2 separate regions of the Sus scrofa genome follow, and region 2 is linked to region 1. The links are chromatin contacts, called in public HiChIP or PLAC-seq maps. All regions are on one chromosome and are shown on one strand. The core of a region is the stretch at or near the end of the contact, and the rest is flanking DNA. Distances in the headings are between cores, read along the strand shown.

Region 1 (6,604 bases), core at 2,691-5,190:
ACTTTAGGATTTGTTATTTAAATCAGCCATGCAAAAGAAAGAGCAACGTAAGACTAAATTACAAGTTTTGCAAAAGAAAACATTACCAGTACATGCTGCTTTACTGTGTCCTGGTTTTATATTGTAAATAATTCATTATTAAATTATTTTTTCCCAAAAAACTGATGCAAAATTGTCTTGCTGCTTTTCCCCTCTTTGCATAGTCTATTAAATTTTAGCAATTCTAAATCAGAATAGCATCTAATAGACAACACATGGGATGTGTTTGCTATTAATTCGCATGTTTTATGGCATATTCATTAGACAAATACATAATATTTATAAAGTGTGTCCAGTAATTAAAAGAAACGGATGAATATGTATTACTGTCTTGTTTTTTTAGCAAAAGAAATAATCCACCGTAAGCGTTTCTAATTATTTCTGCTAAATATTTAGAGCACTTCAGTGATAATATTTGTTGTTTCTCTCATTTAGACTTTATAGATAATTTTTTGCACAGAGTTACTTCTTTTCCATTGAAGCGTCTGTGCCTCTACACATGTATTGCAGATTATTTGAAACAATAATTTGCCCATCAGCTGTAGTGAATAAAGCTCTCCTTTCTCCTTAGTTTGATGAGGGCCTCTCGGATGACCTCTCTTAGGGCCTTACAGCGATGCCAGTGCTAATTTTAATTGAAGTTTTAATAGGAAAAAGTGTTGGCAAATAAAACTGTTAAATTTGAAGCATGAATTACAAATTCAACTTGGTTGCCCTAACGATGATGTTTAGAGAGTGCTTCCAGTAGGCTGAGCTCCATGTTCTACTTATGTGTATTATTTCATTTTCCCAACTACTTGGCGAGGTGGGTGGCATTATGCCCATTTTCCAGATGAGTTTGTAACCATGAGGCCTCACAACACTTATTAGTAATTTTTTTTTTTTTGTCTTTTTAGGGCTGCACCTGCAACATATGGAGGTTCCCAGGCTAGGGGTCGAATTGGAGCTGCAACCGCCGACCTACGCCACAGCTCACGGGAACACCGGATCTTTAACCCACTGATTGAGGCCAGGGATCGAACATGCATCCTCATGGATACCAGCCAGATTCATTTCTGCTGAGCCACGATGGGAGCTCCTAGTAATTTAAATATACTACATTGATAATATATTTTATCAAATATGTAAACTCTGGAGCTTTATACACATTACATACATATCTATACACACACATATATATACACATAAATGTAAATCCTCTCTTATTCATTCAGCAAAAATTTATGTATTGACTATGTGTCAGGCTGCTGTGCTAAACTCTGGAGATAGTGAGATCAGGTATACCCACCCCGTCTTGCCTGTAAGGGACTTAACAATGAACTTGGAGAGTTCAGTGGGAGAGATGAACTTGTCACTAAGACACAAGTCCAAGAGCATATGCTCATGACTTTAACAGGATTAGGTAGAGGATTGTAGAAAAAAATGGGGAAAGAGGCCCTCAGCTTCCCAGAAGATATTAGACAGGTCTTCACAGAAAATCAGCCAGAGCTCCAACACCTGAAGAGTGAGTCTGAGTTTGAAAAGATGATCAGAGGGAATTGTGCCGAGGGAACAGAACAGACCAGGGTGTGGACAGGAGGCAGAGCCAGGCAGGCTTGGTCAAAGAGATTCAGAGGGGCCGAGGGTCAAGTGTGGCTGGAGGAGGGTCACTGACGGCTGGGGTCAGATCACAAGGAGCATGGCCTGCTGTTCAAAGGAGGGCAGACCTTATGTGTGTGTGTGTTGAAAAGCCATCAGCAGATTAATTCAACACTCCTTAAGTTATAATAAGGGATGTCCTTCTCCCCTCCCTTCCTCCTTTTCTCATTTATTCACTCAGCAGATGCTTAGTGAGTGCCTATAACATGCCCAGCATTGTGTCAGACACTGAAGATAAAAGCACGGGCAAGAACTAACACATCTCTGCCTTCCTGGAGGCTTACTTCTTAGCTAGGGAAAGAAGCATTCATCAATTAATCTAGCAATAACAACAAAGGTACCATTACAAAGGTGATCTGTATAACAGGGGAGAGAGGGAGTCTATGAAGTAGGGGCTAGTGAGCTGGCCAAGGAAAAGAGGATTGAGCTGAAAGAGGGAAGAATACAAAATCATTGGTTGAAGAAGGTGGATGATTTGAGAAGTCTCAGCAAGGGGGGGGGGCGGATCATGTGCAAAGGCCCTGAGGCCTAGGAGAGCATGGTACTTCTCAGGAATTAAAGGTAAACCAGAAACACTGTACACAGCCTGGGAAATGCAAGGACTGGGCCCTGGGAGTTGTGGTGAGAATCCAAGCTCAGTAGAAAGCCACTGCTGTAGGCAGGCCCTGAGGACAGGGTGTAGGGTGGCAGAGGGTGGAAGCAATTGAGAGGCCAACGGAATAGTCCAGATGAGTCGTGAGGGTGGGCAGCCTAGAGTGGAGGTGATGGTCAGGAGAGAAAGAGAGGTGTGTGCTGGTGGCAGAATCAATGGCTGGATGGTTGGGTTCCGGGCGTCATTTGGAAAAGGAAGCTGTCAGGATGACGTTCGTGCCATTGCTGAGCTAGGGAAACACAGGAGAGTCCGCAGGATCCACTCTGCTTGGATTTCCAGAAAACTTTCACAGGAGGCGGAGGAAGTCGAGATTGGAGGTTGGCCGTGGAGAATGAGTAGGCATTTCTGTTGGCAGGGAGGGGAAAGGGCATGCAATTCAGAGGAAATGGTGTGTTCAGAGGCACAGAGGCTTAACCAGAATTGTGCAAATAAATAACTACGTTATATACACAGGTATGACAAACAAATGACTATGTGATCCGCAAATAACTCTGCTGGTTTCTTGATAACACTCTAGTCTGTTTTGTGTAGCAGTCATCCTAAGACCCATAGCAGGTGGAATTTATAACTAGATTAAAATGTTTAAGTATCTTTGTCACCATAGACATATTATAAATATATAGAAATTCCTCTCTTGACTTCCGTGGTTTAACTTAGAGATTCACCTGTGGCTCTTGATTTTCTCATCTACCTTCTTTCCAATAAAATGTATTCATGTGGGGAGAATTTGGATTTTAGGTCTTTTTCCTTGGTGCTTTGGCATCTGGATTTGGGATCAATTGGCATTTTTCATTTGCTGAAATAACTATAAACTTACTCCTGATGGAGATGTGAACATGTTGATTTTTGTTTTGTTTTGTTTGCTTTTTTTTTTTGGTCTTTTTGCTATTTCTTTGGGCCGCTTCCGTGGCATATGGAGGTTCCCAGGCTAGGGGTCTAATCGGAGCTGTAGCCGCTGGCCTACGCCAGAGCCACAGCAACGTGGGATCCAAGCCACGTCTGCAACCTACACCACAGCTCAGGGCAACGCCGGATCCTTAACCCACTGAGCAAGGGCAGGGACCGAACCTGCAACCTCATGGTTCCTAGTCGTATTCGTTAACCACTTTGCCACAATGGGAACTCCTGAACATGTTGATTTTAATTTAGCTTGGGAACTCAAATCAAAGGACAGTCCGATCCCAAAAGACTTGAGTCATGCGAAGACTTAGGTGACATGTCAACTCTAGGGAGAAATAAGTTGACGTTGATTTCCTATTTAACTTTTCTGTAAGAGTACAAGAAGGTCAATAAGTCAGTTTTGGAGAGATGATATAGCACCGGAATTATGAGCGTGGTTTCTGTGAAATACAGTGGCTTAAATACTGCCTTTAATATCCACTGGCCACACAAGTGCCCTGTTCTCTTGTCAATAACAGAGGTCATAACGCTGATTGGCTGCCTCACAAGGTACGATGGAGTCGGGTATCGTATGCAGAGTGTTCGGCCCGTGCCAGAAACGTTGTCTGTGTTCAATAAATGTCCACAATGACCTTGAGTATCACTGACACCATGTTTCACCTGCGTCATCAACAGAGAGGACAGAAGGTTTCGAAAGTGAAAGTCAGGCAGTGATGGTAAATGCATGGGATGATCTTGCTTGTCTCCGTGGTTAGAAGGAGCCTTAGAGAGCATCAGCTTCAGTAATGCTTCTGACACTTTCTGGAGAGGAACCAACTGGTTTTCATTCCTCGGAGGTTTGGGGATCGTTAGGCAGAGAAGGAGGGGGAGGGATGGGATCATTTTGCTGGTGTCGTGCCTAAGGTCAGGAGCTGGGATGGGAACAGTAAGCGCTGGGCAGAGCCCTCTCATCTGCAGAGATGAGGACTTACTTGCTATGTGTCGGCTTGCTGAGGTTTTGACCTTCTGAATTAAGACCTGTGTGTGTGCGTGTGTGTATGAGAGGGGGTGGGGGGGAGATTATGCAAATGCGTTTCTCTTTTCTGAGAATTCAGCTCATGTGAATGGAGACCACAGAAAACTGCCTAACTCAGTGGGAATATTGTTTTTCTAATTACAGGTCTAGGCATTTTACATTGAGTTTCTCCACTGCCTCCCTTTCTGCTCAAGCAAAATCTGTGCGAAAAAGATCTGCTGGGAAGGAACCAACTGCTTGGGATTCTCCATTGTGATGAAAGCACGTGGTGCAGGTAAATATCTCCGAAATCCTTCCCCAGCAGTAACTATCATTTAATCGTAAAATCACCAAGATCCTGGTGGGGAGGTATACATATTTATTCCTACACACACACACACACACACACACACACACACACACACCCCTATATCTTTAGATTCATGTCTTCTCCATCTGTGTATTCTTTCTGTCTCTTTATAAAAATGGAACCCTTTCTTTTTTGTGAAATCACTGACGATGAGAATGACAAGGCATTGATAAGAAAATGATAATTCTGATGATTGTGTTTATAAATCGTGTCCGATGGTCGGAAACAATACAGCGTATATTAGCTCTCAACCTTTTTGTTCTTCTAAACAGTGCAACAATGAATATTTACTTGTTCATAGCACAGTTATTTATCTACAACTTGATTTTTGAGGATTATATACTATACCATTGAATACATATCCTAAAATACACTTAATTGATGCTCTCTAGTTGGACTTTAAGTCTCTTCTATTTTTATTTATTTATTTTTTCTTTTATACTACCCAAACTGTTCTTATGGCTTCGTGTTAGTTGCCATGGCTTCCTTGGTAGAGTTCCTTAGCAGTACGTTGTTGCATTTAAGTTTTCAAGTCTTAAGACTCTTGATACTTGTTGCCAAATTACTTTCCAATAAAGTCATACCAGTTTATATTTCCAGAGGCTCAGTGTATGAGAGACCTACTTCCATACAATTTTGCTGGTGCTGAGGATTTTAGAAACGAAAAGAGTCTTTGCCAATTCATAATGAGAAGTGGTGTCTCCATGTGTTGGGTTTTTTTGTGGGGCGTGGTGGTGAGAGGGAACCACTTATTGGTAAATAACACTCTTTTGAAGAACCTTTCCTCTGTAGACAGTAGCATGCTTGAAACTTACCAATAGCTGACATTTGAGAAATAATACCAAATCAAAAGGCGTGGAAGGATCCTGGAGAATTTTAGGTTTTTTTCCCCTTGTTTTGGTCAAGTATGCATAGACACGCATGAGATCGCTGGATGCTTTTTCAATGGAAGACAACTTAATTTTTCCATTTTTAATAAGAATAAAAAGAATAAAAAATTTAATAAATAGCCATCATTAAACATGGGCCTGAAGTAGCACTGCTCACTACTTAATATGTGGATGGGTGCACACACATAATTTATGTGTGTGCATATAACTATACTTGCATATACGTGTGTGTATGTCTATGCACATACATATACCATCCAACACTGGGAGTCTGATGAAATACGATTATGGCATCGCCATAGGATTCACAGGCTACCGATCACAGTGGATAAGACTGCAGGCTCCAGGCTGCCTGGGCTCCAATTCCAGCTCTTCTTTTCTTGAGGTGTGACCTTGGGCAGGTTACTTTTTACAGCTCGGTGTCTACACGTTGATCAAATTTAGATAATACCCCCATCTTGCAGGGTGTCGTTGCAAGCAACTTTATGTGAAATCATTAAAAATCCTATTTCAAGAGAATATTTAATGATAGGAGAAAATGGTTATGATCCAAGCAAAAAGCAAATTATAACACCAACCGTGGTGTAATCCCATTCTTATAAAATTGCTTTTTCTCCTTCTTCCTTCGTTTCCTCCCCCTTTGGGATCCAGAGAAGGTGCGATATATTTCTGCATGGCTTTCATTCGAATTAACAGTGTAATCCCAGTCCTGGAGAAACGGGAGGTCTGCAAGTCAGAGAGCTGTGAAGTTGATGATGTCTATGCTGCCTGACCAGTGGGGCCCTTGATGCAGCCCTTGTATGAGAGCAGAGCCTTCTCCCAGTCCCGGGCTGCCTTGCTCCTGAGCTATAGCGAGTGCCTGGGTCAAGCCAGCTTCCTGGCCTCTTGGAGCCGCCCTGAATGTCTAACCGTCCATCTCCAAGTATGAGCTGCCCTACTAGGCTCATCTTATTCTCCTCTCATTAAATACATGCAAGAGAAGTTAGAATCAGAGACCCCCCACCTCTTAGGAAATCTGTACTTGATCCTACTTAAGCACCAAAGGAAAAACTGTGAGGTGTGAGTCCTTCACCCTTAAGCCACATCATAAGGTTGAAACAGAAGGAAAAAGCCTCTGAGCA
Region 2 (6,604 bases), core at 2,734-5,233, 83 kb before region 1:
ATATTCTGAAATATTTAAAATTATATAGAATTCTATTAATTGTCTATTCTTACTTTTTTTTTTTTTTTGGTCCCTGGACATGTTCACTTTTTAGAAGTTTGTACATAGAAAAGAGATGGCAAATAAATATATGGGTAGAGCTAAAGTCAGTGCTTTCTGCTCTCGGAAGAGTTTTTTTGGAAAAGAAAATATCTGACTTTGTGAAATCATATTTTTATTTAAGGGTTTGGTAATGTATGGAGACTGTTTCAGCTTTTAACAGTTTAAAGATTGAGCAATGACTGGCTTCTCTTTCCTGATTTGTTTCGATGCAGTAAACTCTTAACTTTTTTTTTTTTTTTAACCACCTGTAGTAAACATGTCATGTTAGCTCTGTAAACTAGATGCAGCTTTAACTAAGTGTCACTCCTTGATGCATCTTCCCATGAACAAAAAGCAGCATTCTCTTCTTTAGCTTCTAACGGGGAGTGCTGCCGGATTTTCTGTAAGAAGTTGACTTGAAAAGTGGTGGTTTTCTGGCGTGTGGTGTGGGTGCAGCAGCGATTCTGTGCCTGCCTTTCAAAATGTGCAAAGATGCATCCAGGTCTGTGGGTGGGGGAACTACCTATGTGCCCTCAGTCGTTACTCATTCAATTGTTCCTCACCAGTAAAGGGAAAACCCAGCGCCCAGAACGCCACTCGTTCTGGGTGGGGGTGGGGGTGGGGGGTGGGGGATGGTGGGCTGCAGATGTCACTGTCATCTGACAAAAGCCTTCATTTTAGAAGAGTGTAGCAAAATCAAGTTGGATTCCTTTACTCTGAGTACAGATTACAAGCTAGTACACAGACGGCCCTAGGGATCAAGATGGAATATTAGAAGGAATGGAATTTACAAGGCACTCACATAGTCACCTGACAGAACAGCAAAAGCGTTACATTTTATTCCCACATAAGAAGTAATTCCTGGAGGCAGAAGCTGAAGGGTGTGTGTGTGTGTGTGTGTGTGTGTGTGTGTGTGTGTGTGTGTGTGTGTGTGTTGTTTGTAGAACTTCACAAATATATGACTCCATGGATCATTTGCTTGGTTTTCCAAAAGAAGATTTCATTCAGTTCACTTGATTTGTTCCCAGGAAGTCTCTGTCACCTCTAGAATATAAAGGTAAAGTAATGAAGAATCCTTAATTCTCTTAGAAAACCACCCTGAATGGAAGAAAGGTGACACCTAACTGCATAGAAGACTCTGACAGTATGGAGGTTGTATAATAAATTCAAAGAAATTGAATTACACATTCATTAAGAAGATACTATCTTTATTAGCAGAGACTAAATGATTCAGGTTTTACAGAATACTCAATACTTACAAAGTATTGGAAAAGAAAGTCATTGGTCTAGCATACCAGGAACTATGTTGAAGTCTCAGGCCTGTCATTAACCGTTGTGTGGCCTTTGGCTAATAACCTAACTTCTCTGGGCCTTAGGAAAATGAGGAAGTTGGATTATATCAGTGGTTTTCAAATGTGGCTTCAGAAACCCCTGGAGAATTCTAGGCCTCCCACCGGCCTCTACTGAATGAGCCAAGAACTTGGGGTGGGGGGTGGGGGTGGCAGGTTGAGGCCCAGGGATCTCTCTGTTATAGTAGCTAGACTTTCAGTTCATGAAACCATTATATCAAATGGTCACTGAGGCCATTTCATTCCCTGTAAAAAGGAGCCCTTAGTCATTGGATGTGATCTGAGAAGGAACGGAGCCTCTACTAAGGAAAACTTTAATGTGGGAAGGGGGATGGATTTGAGCATCTCCAGGGGCCACTGTTTTCAGAAGAGTCTCTCATCTTCCCAAAGGAATAGAGATGAGAGCTCCATGAGGGGTGTGATTTTTAAACCCCCCCCCCCGACCTTGGGATGGGGGGAGAGAAACTAGGAGATAAGAGAAAAAGAAGTTCCTGGAGTCAAAGATACTTCTGGATGTCCCTGCACCTTCAAGCCTTCCATCATGGGCTAGATTTGTCCACCCCAGGGTCTGCATCTGAGTTAACAGACACATGATGAAAGAGTGGCCACAGGGTCACTGCGCCAGACCAAGGAGGGGCCAGGAGAAGAAGTGTGGCATGAACCTGCTGGAGGCGCTGACCATTCCTTGGCATCAGGATGCATATCCTGTGCCCCTGCAGCCTGGGCACAGGGTGATGGGGGAGCGGGGGAAGACAGGGGAGTCGCAGGGACCCAGAAGTGGTGATCTCCATAGTGGCAGCAGAGCAGCCAGCCAAGAAGAAAACTCTGGCACTGGGTGCCAAGCATGTTTGCACTAGAATGGGGTTCAGAAACTCAGACAGAACACTGTCTGTTTTTAAGGGCTCATGTGAAAGGTTTGTTTGTCCTGAGCTTAAATCCAGGAGTCTGTCTGTCCCCAATGCCCTCAGGTAGTCCCCAAGCCCCTCCAATAAAATCTCCAAAATAGGAAAGACAAAGGACTCCGGTCTTCAGCTCTCTGAAGACGAGTAAGAAATTTTTCTTCTGGATGGTTCTGCTTGGGAATATTAGGGAATGCTCTCTGTCAAAAGTTCCTGCAGGAGAGTGAACAGAGGTAGAGAGTTGAAATAACCCGAAAGGCACTGAAGCTGAGAAACTGCCCTCTTTATCCGCACGGCCACAATTAGTTTTGGAAGCCTGTCCGTGGAGAGACTCAGGGTGTTAATTTAGAAAGCAACTGTGTTGGATGCCACTGGTGTGTTGGCCCGTTGGGTACCATATCTCTTCCACACCTTGTCCCAGTCCAAGGTGAAGAAAGCTGCAGCTCGCTTGAAGCCAGACTGACAAACGGACCTCCAGATCTGCACCCTGAATCCATGAGGAAGTGGTGGGTGACGTTCTAAAAGGATTTCTTTTTGGTAAATAACCTGGGGTGTTGTTGTTGTTGTTGTTGTGTTCTTGTTTTTTTGTTTTGTTTTGTTTTAAGGCCAGATGGAAGAAAGCAAATGTTGCCTTTACTTTAGTGTTTTGGAAACCTGGATCTCATCAACTTTCTGGTTGGTTTTGGCTGTCAAGGCGCCTTATGCCAGAGTCACTGCAAGCCAGGTTTCTGAGGTCCCTATTGACCTGTGTTGGCAGCCTCTTAAAAATAACTGTCATTGCAAGTTCAGCTAAAATATATAACGCAACAAATAAATACATATAAAGTATATGAATAGAAGTAGGAAAGTGTGGATTAACAGACCCCAAAGTATCAGACGTGCCATGAAAAATACTATAAAACACTCTGAGGAAGGTGCTTGCTCATGTTATGACTTGTCCAGTAAACGTGGAGGAGCTGACCCACTTCTCATGGTCCCTCATTTCCCATTTCTCCGCCGGAAGGTTCCGAGTAGCCGATCCCTTTTGCACACACACTTGTCACTGGCTTTTCTCAAGCAGGGCTCGTGGCCGCCGTTCAGCATCTCGATAAAAGAAATTAAGGGCCGCTTTATCATGCTCCTTTCTTTTCCTTCTGTGAGTTGTTCTTTATTGCTTTGGATGAGAAATCCTCGAATATAGAATTACAGAACTTTTGCTGGTTTTGAAAATGAAAAGTGAGAACTAGGAGCAGAAAGGAGAAGGGAAATGCTTTGGGGGGGAGTCTGATACAGATGTGAGCAGGTGTCGGGGGGCTCTCAAGGGGAACTTAGCTCTGCACAGAATGAGGTCGAGACTCAGTAGTTCTGTGCCTTTGATGGCTGTGTTGCACCCCAGGTTCCTGGGGACAGTACGGAGAAGAGGGGACAGATGATATGGAGCACTGTTTTCTGGGAGTTGTTGGTTGCACAGGGAGTTCTCATTTTCAGATCTTGGCTGTGTTCAGAGGGGATAAACATGGTTGCTTTCATCATTGATCTTTTTTTCCCTCCCCGCTTTTCCTTATCTGCCACGCATATATTTCTTCTGGCATTGAAGCACACGGTCCTTGAAATTGCTGACACATAATCTCCATTTCACATTTCCCTGGCACCGTGGTCTCACTGTAAATGCTCCGGGTATGTTCTCGGGAAGTTGCATAATTGCAGCAACTCTAGTTCACTGTGCAGTATGCTTGGTGACTAATGGCCTAATCAGGACTTGAAAAATACATAAACAGTTCAACAGCAGCCATTGATTCACTGAGCTCTTTTCGCCAGACGAGGGTGAGCTCATGGGAGCTGGAAGACGGAGGTGTGCGGCGGCGGTGGCGGCGGCGGCGGCAGCAGCGTCTGGGGTGTACTGAAGCCAGAGCGTTCCCGCACATCCCGCGCAGCCTTGCTCAGCAGCGGCACATCCTTGTTCATATGCATGAGTCTGGGGTGCCCCAGGCTTGTCCTGATTGGCTCTTACGCGGGGTTCCTTAAAGTGCGTTTACACGTGTGACACCTTTTTGCCTTTCCTCTAAATGCTGTTGGCAGTGGCAGCGCTGGAGAGGCAGCTGGTCTCTCGTGTCCCCTGTGGTGTCCCCCTTGATTCGTAAGGGAGAATGCCAGCGGAGGCCGTGTAAGCCGGACTGCAGGGCTTACCCCAGTGCACTGTTGATTGACAGGTTCTGTGGTCCTCTGCGGCACCTTTATTTCCAAGATGTACAGCTGAGATGCACAGAGATGCAGACTTTCAAAGGGACCGCGTTTCCTCTCAGAGGACCCCCAGGTGTCTGCTTGGAGCCCAGTCCAGTCAAGGAGGAGTTATAACAGTCATCGGTGTCGCGCCCCCCGCTTCCTTTGGAATTCGTTAGATAGCTCCCCAGTTCTACTCCTCGCCCCACCCCCAACCTTTTCCGGAGCAGAATTTTCTCTTCGCTCCACCTCTAATTTAATCTTTCAGGTTGTGGATGACGTGATCTCTAGATGCTCGCCTCTCCTGATGTCATATCTCAAACCATTCCTCAGGGAGTAATGAATGATGGACATTTGTGTTTTCTAAAATAATCGACTCTTTCCTTAGGCACATGCTGGTTCATTCATAAAAAACAAAAAGAGCCCTTTCACACATTCCGTGTCCCACATTCATGTAATACTTGCCCGTTTCTCTGGCTGTTTAAGAATGAAATGGCCAGCGGGCTTCTTTATGTATAAGCGTGAAGAACACTCATCAGTGTCATTAGTTTCACGTTAAGTTTTAAGGCACTGGAGGACAGGTACCGGGTTTCCATGCCTGATGTCCCTCACTCTCCCTTGGGTGACACCTGACCCTTACCCTGGGCTGCCCTGGGCCCTTCTTCCCTTGAAGGATCAGATGAATGTACTACACGTTGTGATATTTTTACCTTCCCGTGTTAGTCCTCCCAGAGGAATAGAAAAGAAGCTGAAGGAGGTCCTGCTGTGTCTCAGTGGCACCAAAGCCAACTAGTATCCATAAGGATGCAGGTTCGATCCCTGGCCTCGCTCAGTGAGTTAAGGATCCGGCGTTGCCACGAGCTTTGGTGTCGGTCAAAGATGCGGCTCAGATCTGGTGTTGCTGTGGCTGTGGTGTAGGCCGGGAGCTAGAGCTCCTGTGCAACCCCGAGCCTGGGAACCTCCATATGCTGCAGATGCGGCCTTAAGAAAGCACAATCAATTAATCAATCTGAAAAGTACAATAGATGAGAATTCATTGTGGCACTCAGGACGTTGTGGATTAGGGAATGAAAAGAAAGAAAGGGGCATTTTCACTGGCATTCTTAATTCATGATCCAACTGGGGCTCTTTAAAGCAGTAGCCTGATCCCAAGGCTGCCTGCAGCTCAGTCCCCTGCCCCTGCTCACAGGCCAGTTCTGGGGCTGCTCTCTCTGGAGAGCCGGGGTACAGAGCCAGGAGCCCCGACTGCATCATCCCGAACTTACTTAAGTTCTGCACATTCTTTTAGAATTTCATTATCTGGACTGCATGGGCGAGACCAGGGTAAACTACTCCACAACAGTGGAGAGCCAAGGGGGTGAACAAAAAAGAGGCATGAAGAGCTTTGGAAAATGTTTGGCATGTATTTGGTTATGTGTTTAATTTTTTTAAAAATAACAACCAGACGAAATCCTTAAAGGCATGACTTTTAAAGTTATTCTTCAGACCATGACATGAAGGACTCAAGGTGTGAAGCCACAATGTTTTTCAACTATAGCAACAATAAATTTCTTAATAGGCATTCAAGTTCAAGAAGCTTCCTACTCCAGCAGAATGAAGTAAAACCTGCTGGAAAGCCCTAGCCCTTTAACCTTCTTCAGCTAAGTCTTCCATTTCACTCAAGGGATGTGATACTTATATTAAGAGAGGAATGATTTGAATGTTCAGACATTACTGTGTGACCCTCCAATGAGTTCTTCCGATGGGCTAATAACTCAGTAGGTGCTAGACTTCTGTGTACGTGAAAGTTGCTGTCAAGAGCTGTCTACTCAAAACCATGTTCGCAGTGGCTTATGGGAAAGTTAAGGGATCTTCAAAGTGAATTTGAATTATCTATGACCTTTGCTTAGCACTTGAACTTAACCTCCCACACAAAAACTGACTCTTTTTTTCCTCCCTCCCTCCATTTCTACCTCCCTGCCTTACTTTTTTTTTTTTTTTTTCTTCCTTTCTTTCTTCTTTCCCTCCCTTCTTGGTAAATTAAATTCCATAGGGGTATGTGTGTGTGTGTGAAATTAAAATAGTGATGTCTATTTT

What was found. HiChIP or PLAC-seq counts read pairs in DNA pulled down with a chosen protein or histone mark.
Region 2: an H3K27ac HiChIP or PLAC-seq map of alveolar macrophages shows a contact between it and region 1. The contact joins two enhancer-like sites. A contact is called at or near these places in 2 of 47 Hi-C or Micro-C datasets (embryonic fibroblasts and epiblast stem cells) and 1 of 2 datasets of contacts at active chromatin or transcription factors (alveolar macrophages).

Annotation. Positions count from the first base shown.
Region 1 is chr7:12,554,202-12,560,805 of Sscrofa11.1, reverse strand. It overlaps ATXN1 (ataxin-1), which reads left to right. Exons shown (of 8, transcript XM_021099774.1): 4 at 4,389-4,518. Among named protein-coding and RNA genes, the nearest start is that of ATXN1, 170 kb to the left of the region's middle. Within about 2 kb of position 3,940, at least 5 of the 83 cell types and tissues checked have an H3K27ac peak or open chromatin away from gene starts, as enhancers often do. A contact at or near this core is called in alveolar macrophages, where this site is marked.
Region 2 is chr7:12,637,555-12,644,158 of Sscrofa11.1, reverse strand. The region is part of intron 2 of ATXN1 (ataxin-1); the gene reads left to right. Among named protein-coding and RNA genes, the nearest start is that of ATXN1, 90 kb to the left of the region's middle. Within about 2 kb of position 3,983, at least 21 of the 83 cell types and tissues checked have an H3K27ac peak or open chromatin away from gene starts, as enhancers often do. A contact at or near this core is called in alveolar macrophages, where this site is marked.